Linked DNA regions of Mus musculus: regions 1 and 3 are each linked to region 2. A link is a contact called in public HiChIP or PLAC-seq and promoter capture Hi-C data. All regions are on one chromosome and are shown on one strand. Each heading gives the region's core, a stretch centred on a gene start, on an enhancer-like site or on the middle of the called end of the contact. The rest is flanking DNA. Distances are from core to core; before and after follow the strand shown. Region 1 holds the start of Pbx3 (pre B cell leukemia homeobox 3). Region 2 holds the start of Rpl12 (ribosomal protein L12). Region 3 holds the start of Psmd5 (proteasome (prosome, macropain) 26S subunit, non-ATPase, 5).

What was found. HiChIP or PLAC-seq counts read pairs in DNA pulled down with a chosen protein or histone mark. Capture Hi-C pulls out chosen DNA fragments and counts their contacts.
Region 1: a FOXA1 HiChIP or PLAC-seq map of pancreatic cancer cells shows a contact between it and region 2. The contact joins the promoter of Pbx3 here to the promoter of Rpl12 in region 2.
Region 3: a promoter capture Hi-C map of adipose tissue shows a contact between it and region 2, with 2.1 times the contacts expected there. The contact joins the promoter of Psmd5 here to the promoter of Rpl12 in region 2. A contact is called at or near these places in 2 of 39 promoter capture datasets (liver and pre-B cells), 1 of 115 datasets of contacts at active chromatin or transcription factors (astrocytes) and 3 of 9 other capture datasets (adipose tissue, liver and macrophages).

Annotation. Positions count from the first base shown.
Region 1 is chr2:34,370,694-34,373,393 of GRCm38.p6, reverse strand. It overlaps Pbx3 (pre B cell leukemia homeobox 3), which reads left to right and starts at 1,349. Exons shown (of 9, transcript NM_016768.2): 1 at 1,349-1,673; 2 at 2,497-2,570. The coding sequence starts at 1,474.
Region 2 is chr2:32,960,281-32,962,980 of GRCm38.p6, reverse strand. Rpl12 (ribosomal protein L12) reads right to left here and starts at 1,269. Exons shown (of 7, transcript NM_009076.3): 1 at 1,142-1,269; 2 at 859-932; 3 at 309-407. The coding sequence starts at 1,178. Lrsam1 (leucine rich repeat and sterile alpha motif containing 1) reads left to right here and starts at 1,340. Exons shown (of 26, transcript NM_199302.3): 1 at 1,340-1,419; 2 at 1,726-1,937.
Region 3 is chr2:34,869,570-34,872,269 of GRCm38.p6, reverse strand. Psmd5 (proteasome (prosome, macropain) 26S subunit, non-ATPase, 5) reads left to right here and starts at 1,308. Exons shown (of 10, transcript NM_080554.2): 1 at 1,308-1,520. The coding sequence starts at 1,348.

The DNA of each region.
Region 1 (2,700 bases), core at 100-2,599, 1.4 Mb before region 2:
AACTGGTCACTCCTTGAGGGACAGACAGCGCAAGGCCCTACTGCCAGCGCTAACTCCTTGTGCTGAGTTCGGGTTACCATAGCGACCGTGGGACGGGCAGGGCTTTTAGACCCTTTTCCCGGTCTCAGCCCAGGACTTTCGAACGCTCCAATTGGGACAACCCTTTCTTGGCTCTGTCCCGCCTCGTTCGGCGCTGAGCGCAATGCGATTGGCCCTGTGCTTGAGGCCTTGTGCCCAGAGGGTACCACCTCTTGATATGAAGAGCGGGAAAGTATCCCAGGCACTGTCCGAGGCGTGAAGCTCATCTCATGCAATGGGGGACCACGCTGTCGGCTACGGGTACACTTTATTCGGTCCTATATAACACCTCTAAGTCCCCAACTGCTAATAATAGGGAAGGAGCAGGATCCGGGGACAACACTTTGCTGGCTGGACTGACCGACCATCTGTGGAGTGCCGGCGCGAGTAGCCCATAAGGCTCCCGGGCTGGCTCTCAGGCACCCCACAGCAGAGGCCAGAGGGGACGGGCTGCGTTCTAGGGGCGGGGCCAGTGGCGGCGGCGGGAGGCGCAAAGCCCAATGAGAGAAGGCTCCGCCTCCGGAGGCGGGGCATCCGGGGCGCTCCCCCGCCCTTCAGCTCTCCCTGCCCCTCCCCCCGCGGGCGCCGGGGCCGCAGTGAGTGAGTGGCACTGGCAGCCTGTCAATCCCTCAGCCGAGCGGCCTTCGAGCCCGGTCCACAGCGGCTGCTGACTGGGTGCGCGGCACCGGAGGTGGCGGCGGCGAGTTCTCCCGCCTCATCAATCTGCTGTCCGCCCGGCGTGCGGCCCGCCGGGGCCCTCCACCGGGCTCCGTGTCCCCGCCGCGCCGGCCCGCCCGCTCCCAAACTTTCCTCCTCCGCCCCTCTCGCTCCCCGCGGCCCGCCCGTCGGCCTCCTTCTCCTCCTCCTCCGCAGCCCGCCGCCGCCGCCGCCGCTCCCTCCCTCGGGGCCGCCGGTGCTCCGATCCCGCCCGGTTGAGGCGGCGGCGGCGGCGGCAGGCGGCTGAGGGAGGGGACCGTTCTGGCTGGCGCGGGCGGCGGCGGCCGCGGCGTCCCGGCAACTCGGCTGGCGCTGAGGACCAAGTTGTGCGGGGCCGCCCGGCGCGGCGAGGGGCGCTGAGGAGGCAGCGCGGCGGCCGCGTGAGGGCAGCGGGCACCACCGCCTCCGCCTCCGCCGGCGAGCGCGCCGCTTCCGCCCGCCGCTGTCCTCAGTCTCCTCCGCGGCGGAAGCCGGAGCCGGACGCCGGTCCGCGTCCCCTCAGTCGCGGGCCGCGCCGGGCCAGGCCGCCCCCTCCCGCGCGGGCGGGGAGCGCGCGGCCGCCTCCCCCTCCCCCTCCCCCTCTTTCTTCTCCTCCCTCGCCGCCGCCGCCGCTGCCGCCGCCGCCGCCTCAGCCTTCGCCTCCGCCGCCGCCGCCCGCTCCCGCCCGCGCGCGGCGGGATGGACGATCAATCCAGGATGCTGCAGACTCTGGCCGGGGTGAACCTGGCCGGCCACTCGGTCCAGGGGGGTATGGCTCTGCCGCCTCCCCCTCACGGCCACGAAGGGGCGGACGGCGACGGCAGGAAGCAGGACATCGGCGACATCCTCCACCAGATCATGACCATCACCGACCAGAGCTTGGACGAGGCGCAAGCAAAGTTGGTGTCGTCTCATTAAGCATCTTTTGTGTGTGTACGGGAGCCGGGCTCGGGTCCCGGCTGGCTCCCGGGACCCGGGCCTCAGTTGCGGGCGGGAACTTTCTCCGCCCGCCGGGCACTTGCTGTGTCCCCCATCGCGCGGGCAAAGTTGCTCGCCGGGCTCGGGACAAACTCGATCATTGCTTCGTCCGTGCCCTGCTGCCCGCCCCCCTCCCCAGATTTAAACCTCCCGCTCGGACCCCAGCGCGCTCCGCGTCCCAGCCGGGTCCGTGGCCGCACCGCAGGGAAGTGCAACTTTCTCCGCCTGCCCAGACTCCGGGCACCCACTCCCCTCGGCCCAGTCCGGGGTGACCGGCTGCTTCCCCGCACAACCCTGTGCGGGAGCGCCAAGTTCTCTAGAGGGAGGGCCGCTTGGCAAACTTTGCGGAGCTGTCACCCGCTGATTATTAGCCGCCCGCTGGCCGCTGCGCCCGCTCCTCTTGTGGAGCTTGGGCGTTGGGGTTCCCTCCGCTCCGGTCTGGTCCCTTGGGTCCCGCCGCGGCCCCCGGAGCGGAGCCTCATGCACGGGTCACTCCTGTGTACGCCGAGGCTTCTGTCGAGCCAGCAGATGGGTCACGCTGCTATCGGGCTGGAGCTCTCAGCCGCTAGAGCTTGCCGCCAGTTGCGAACTAGTAAACTTGAGTTTTTGTTGACTTCCCGTGGTTCAAAGGAGCTTTTCCAAACTGGGGGCCGGTTTTAAATCTTGGGTCTAACTTAAAGGAAGGCGCCATATTATTCCAATAGGTGATGCTAATACCTTTGTGTTTTGCTATTTGTTTTTTAGGAAACATGCTCTGAACTGTCACAGAATGAAACCGGCGCTCTTCAGCGTCTTGTGTGAGATCAAAGAGAAAACAGGTAAGACTCTGCTGCTCACAGTGGGCCTGGAGACCCCCGAGGTGGGGTCAGATCTACTCCTTCGACTCTCCAGTTGAGAGCTGCTGCTTTTGGGCACCGCCATCTTTGATCATTCTTTGCTTCCCACCTC
Region 2 (2,700 bases), core at 20-2,519:
AAAGAGACTTGATGTGAACACAGCCCAGAAAACCAACCACCACCAGACACGCTAAAGGGCCCCGAAAAAACAGCTCGGCTAGCTAAGGTGCTTCCTGCTGGCCTCACCTCCAGAGTTGAATCCCTAGCATGGCGGACTCCTGCACCCTGGCACCTACTACTGACTTACAGTGAACCCTGTCGTATAGCCCTCCCACAAGGATAAAATCCGATTCACCGGGACAGGGAAATCTTTGCCAAGACCCATGATTCCTGAGGGCTGCTATCTCAACCCTTCCCTCAACCCCCCACAGCAAGCAATGTAAATACCTGGGCCTGTCTGTTCTGGATGGTCAGTTTCACTGTAATTCTGAGACCCTTCCAGTCACCGGTAGCCTTGGCAATGTCATCGCCAACTTTCTTCGGAGACTGTAGAAATAATAGCATTCGTTACCATGTGCCCAAAGTTGAAGCCAGGACCTTCAAGCTCACCGCCAGCCCTCCTCACCGTCCCACAGGAGCCTGCCCACAATGGCTCCACATCCTTCTTCACTAAGACAACTCTGCAGTAAGGGCTAACAAAGCAAAACACTTTCTGCTGCAATGGGGAACCCTCGGAGCTTTAAACACTAGGTTCCCGTGCGTTACCCACGGAGGCTAGTGGATTTAAGCAAGTCCAATGGCTGCCTCAACCGGGCTGTGGCACGAGCCTCCGTGCACGTGTTATCTCAGTTTTCCTTTGCGTCCCAAGTCCCAGCACCCACATCCCGGCCTGCACCAGGGACATGGTGGCCTCTTCTGCCCTCCACGGGGACAGAACACATCTACAGGCCAAACAGCATGCACGTTAGAGGTCTACGGCTCGGGAGCGACGACTTACCAGACCCAGAGGACCGATCTTCGGGGCCAAGGCGGATGTGGCGCCGACCTCGCCTCCGGTGCACCTCAGGTACACTGAAGAAAAAGCAAAATCAGAACCTCTGCGGCGCAGGCCGCCCTGCGCGCTGCCGTCGGGCTTCAGATGTCCCGGGCCAGGCCTTACCCTAAGGCGCACGGGCCGCCAGAGCGTCGGGCTCCCTCCCCTCTTACACACGTGGCAGCCAAGGCCCAAGGGAGACCCGCCAGGCCCCGGGACAGCACCCGGGCGCGGCGAGGGCACGCACCGACTTTGACCTCGTTGGGGTCGAACTTGGGCGGCATGGTGGAGGCGGCTGGTGTCGGATGAACCCGGATTCGGGACGACCGAAGAAAGTTGCACCGTTGCCTCCTCCGAGCCGAAAGCCGAAAAGACGGATCCTGCTCCGCCCACGCCGGATATAGGCGGAAAAGCTCAGCTCTCGCGAGAACCGCTGGCCCCACCCAGTCTCTGGGCGACACCCTGGTCGCCCTGTTTCTTATGGGCAGGCGTCTGCGGCAGAGGACTGCAGAGCTTGGTCTGTGGGTGAGCTCGGGATTCGGAAGGGGTAAATGTTCGGAGCACCTTGCCTGGGCAACAGAGTAGGGCTGCACCAGAGGTCCTGGTTCCTGGTCCACGTTCCCTTCTCTTGACGGTGACTCTGGAGCCCCTGGGACCCAGCCCAGGGCCCCGCCCCTCCCCTAAGGGATCTGCACCTGACTTGAGCGACCCTAGTACCAGTGCCACCCTAGTACCCTCCTAACCTGTTTGCGGTATGTGCATGTTAGTTACAGAAACAAACTATTCGAGTCTAATCACGAGTCTTTAATTCTGCAATTCCTTGGTTTCTAGAATCTCGAGACTTTGTCATCCTGAGTTGCGTGTCTTTCTGAAATTTAAAGTTTCGGTGCTCACTTCTATGTTTGAAGGAGACCGGACACCAGCTCAGCTTTTGGGGGCCAATGGTTTGTATCTGTGGCCAAGTCTTCGGAGTGACTGGCCTACCTTGAGGTCCACCCAAGAATCGGAACATCGGTGGAGGACCTCCCCATCCACAGAGCCAGGTTAGCCGCTGGCCAGCCCTGCCAGGGAAGGATGGGTGTGGTTCTTCCCAGCCAAGCTGGACCATCAGGAAAGTTCAAACCAGAACTGAACGAGCCCTGCTGAGAACGGTGAGGGAGGGGGAATTGGCAGAGATAGTCATTGAAGAAGGTATTTGGAAATGTAGATCTGGAGGATGGGGGCGAGGGAGGCTAGTCATTAGTGAGCCATCTGTAAGGGATTTAAGTCGTGGCCATCAGATAGGGATGGAGGGAGCTGTCTCTCAGGAGTGCTGCAATTGAGTGCGGAGAGTCCTGAGCAGGCCCTGCAGGCCCAGCAACCTCCTCTGACAGCCCACGCCCACAAATGGAGACCTGAAATCCCTCAGGACCACATGTGTCCTCTACTGCAAGGCTCCTCCAGCCCTCTTCTCCTTAGCAACTGTAATAGTACCTGAGTGCATTTGTCATGTGTGTGGTACCCTGTGGCAGAGTCTATGGCATAGACCTGACATACATGAAGTCACTGACCCCACAGAGGCCAGCATTGGCAACATTGCTCCATATTACAAATGAGGAAACCGGCTCCGACCAGTGACACAAAGTGACACAGCTAATGTCTTAGGTGTCAGAGCCCATGCCGTGAGTTACACACTTCCTCCAAATGATTATGTCCTTCCTATTGCTGGCCCTTAGACAGCACTGGAAGTTGCAGCCAGCTATGGGCAGCCAGCTACTGAATTCAGGACACAATGATTAACTTGGCTAAACTGGGAGGTCCAAGGAG
Region 3 (2,700 bases), core at 59-2,558, 1.9 Mb before region 2:
GTTTCTCGCAAGCTTTAAGAATGACTGGCTATGTGTCATCTTTTTTTTTTTTTAAACTTCTTTTACAACTACTAAAAGTAGTATAAGGCTGCTGTGTTACTTAAGTGAGTTTTCTTTTTCAACGCAGGGAGCAAAGTGGTCAAATGTCTTCTTGATATAATTCCTGAATGTCTGGAAAATATTATGATCCAAGGGCTACAGAAAACAAGCCCCTGGGAGTTTGGAGGGCTGGGGAGGAGTCTGAATGCCTGGGACTTCTGTTCATAATCACCCACACCTTTAATTCAAGAGTTTTCTCTGCCAATTAGCTTCTAGGCTTCAAGGGTACGATAATCGTGAAGTAACGAAAAGAGAAGACAACGGTTAGTGACAGTTCTCCGTGTGTATGACATAAAATGGGGAAACGGGTAGTTTAACCTTTTCCAAAAGAGTGGGATTAGGGTCTTTGTAAAGTCGCAGAGTTTTATTGTTGTCACCTGAGTCCCTGACATGCACGCGCGAACACACATACAGATGGGCATCCCATCCTTAGTCTCCTCTAAGCTTCCTGGATTTTTGTCTCTTTCCGTAAAAGAACAGGAAGCCATGCGTTCCAAAACAGACTCATCTCCTTGGCACAGGGGACCAAATGAGGTCTACAACTCTGACCAGACATTCCAACGGCTTGAAATAGTTGGTTGTCAACTAGCTTTTAATGGTTCTTCTCCAACAACCCCGTGTTTCGCAGATGGCAGCGATTTTTAAGCTTCTCTCCCTCTCTCTCTCCTCTCTCTCTTTCACGAAATATATATAGCTTGTCCTTGACCACTGATTTCCATCAGACACTTCTGTGTGCATTTGGTCTCGGAGTCTGAGGCCAGCCCCTCCATGGCCTGCTCCTTCTCTCCGCACTAAATGCTATGTCTGTCCTTCGGTGATTACGTCACGCGCAGACTCTGGAAGATGCCGAAAACTTCCTGCACATCGGCCCCAAACTTCTCTTAATCAGGCCTTCCATTGGCTGACAGACGTCAAACCGGCGCCCCACGTCCAAGTTTTCGGGGACCATGTGCCTCATCTTGATGGCCACCTGGCCTCGGACTCGGGTTCAGTCATCCCGGTTCCGTCACGGAGGCCTCTGCGGAGAGCGTGCACAAAGCCTCTTGATCCCCTGGGCGGTCTCAGTCTCTTAGTCTCCCGGCACGCGCAAGACTCCGGGCCCCAAAGAAAGGGGCGGGGACCGCGTTGAGAAAGGATCTCGCGAGACTTGACAGATCTGCTGGGAGGCTTCGCTCCGTAAGATCTCGCGAGATTCAGAGAGGCGCTCTGGGAACCTAGTAGGTGGGCGGGCAGACGGGAGCCAGGGAGATGGCGGCGCAGGCTGTGTCGCTCCTGCGGGAGGTGGCGCGGCTGGAGGCGCCGCTGGAGGAGCTTCGTGCGCTGCAGTCAGTGGTGCAGGCTGTGCCGCTGCACGAGCTTCGCGAGCAGGCGGCGGAGCTACGCCTCCGCCCGCTGTTCTCCTTGCTTAACCAGAACAATCGGTGAGAGAAGCACCGGGCTTGGGCGGGTAGGGATGGCTGCAGGGGTCTTTCGGAGAAAAGTCCAGGTTGTCCAATTGCAAGATGTCCACAACTGTGTGTTGCCCGGGTCTTGACGGTTCTCCTCTCCGGAAGGAATCTTCTGCTGATATTGTGGCGGGGTCCACGGCACGCCTTTTAATTTCAGTATCCAGTGAATGCTTGTCCAGTGGAATTAAAATGTACGGAATAACAGATTTGTGAGACAGCAAAACTTTAAACTAGAAACAACCATATTAATAAATCATTAAGGACATAAATTATTGCTGCGTAACGTTGCGCGGCCGATCTGTGTATGTATGAAAGTGTTGAATGTAAAAAAAAAAAAAAAGGAAAATTGTAAAGCTTATGTGTAAATTAATCCACTATATACCCCTTACAAGCGAGAGTAAACTGCATAACCCAGGATTATATGTAGAAGTTATTAATGTGCAACTGGAATTAAAATGTTAGGATAGCAACTTTTGATGAATATGCATCTATAGCATTAAATTAGAAATGTCTTGTATTTGTTAACTTGATCATTTAATGTGCTTTTTGTATTTGAATTTTAATTTGAAAAGATAGTGAGCTCCAGTCAGTCAGCACTGAATGCTTTCAGTGCGCTTTCTTACCTCCCTTCTGCTACATCTCTTACTCCTGCTACGTCTGCTAAGTTGGTTTTAACAGTCAGTATTTTAGTGGTTATTTTCCTTTTCTGACTAGCCCTCACCCTGCAACCAGAACTAATGTCTCAGGTCAGTTGGCTTAGCTTGTCTGTGGAAATCATGATTGTATAGTTTGGTATTTGGGCCCTTCCTGGTAGCTTTCCAGTCTGCTTTTCCAGGCTACTCTCCTTCATTTACTCCACTGAGCGCATCTGTTCCACTACCGTGTTACCATCACTAACGTTCCTAGAGCATGACTTGGCACTTTCTGAACTCCTCTCACACCAGTTCTACTGACTGTGGACCCAGCCCATGTGCCACCTCCCCAAAAAAGTCTTTCTCCAGCTGCAAGTGGCTCTTCGTCAGACACCATAATGACATTATCATTTTTCTGTTTATAATTCTGGATACCTTTCCCTTGTTATAATTCTGTGTGTGTCTTTGTGGTTAGGAAACACATTTGTTCCTCTCTGCATCTGCCCTGAAGTACAGTTCAG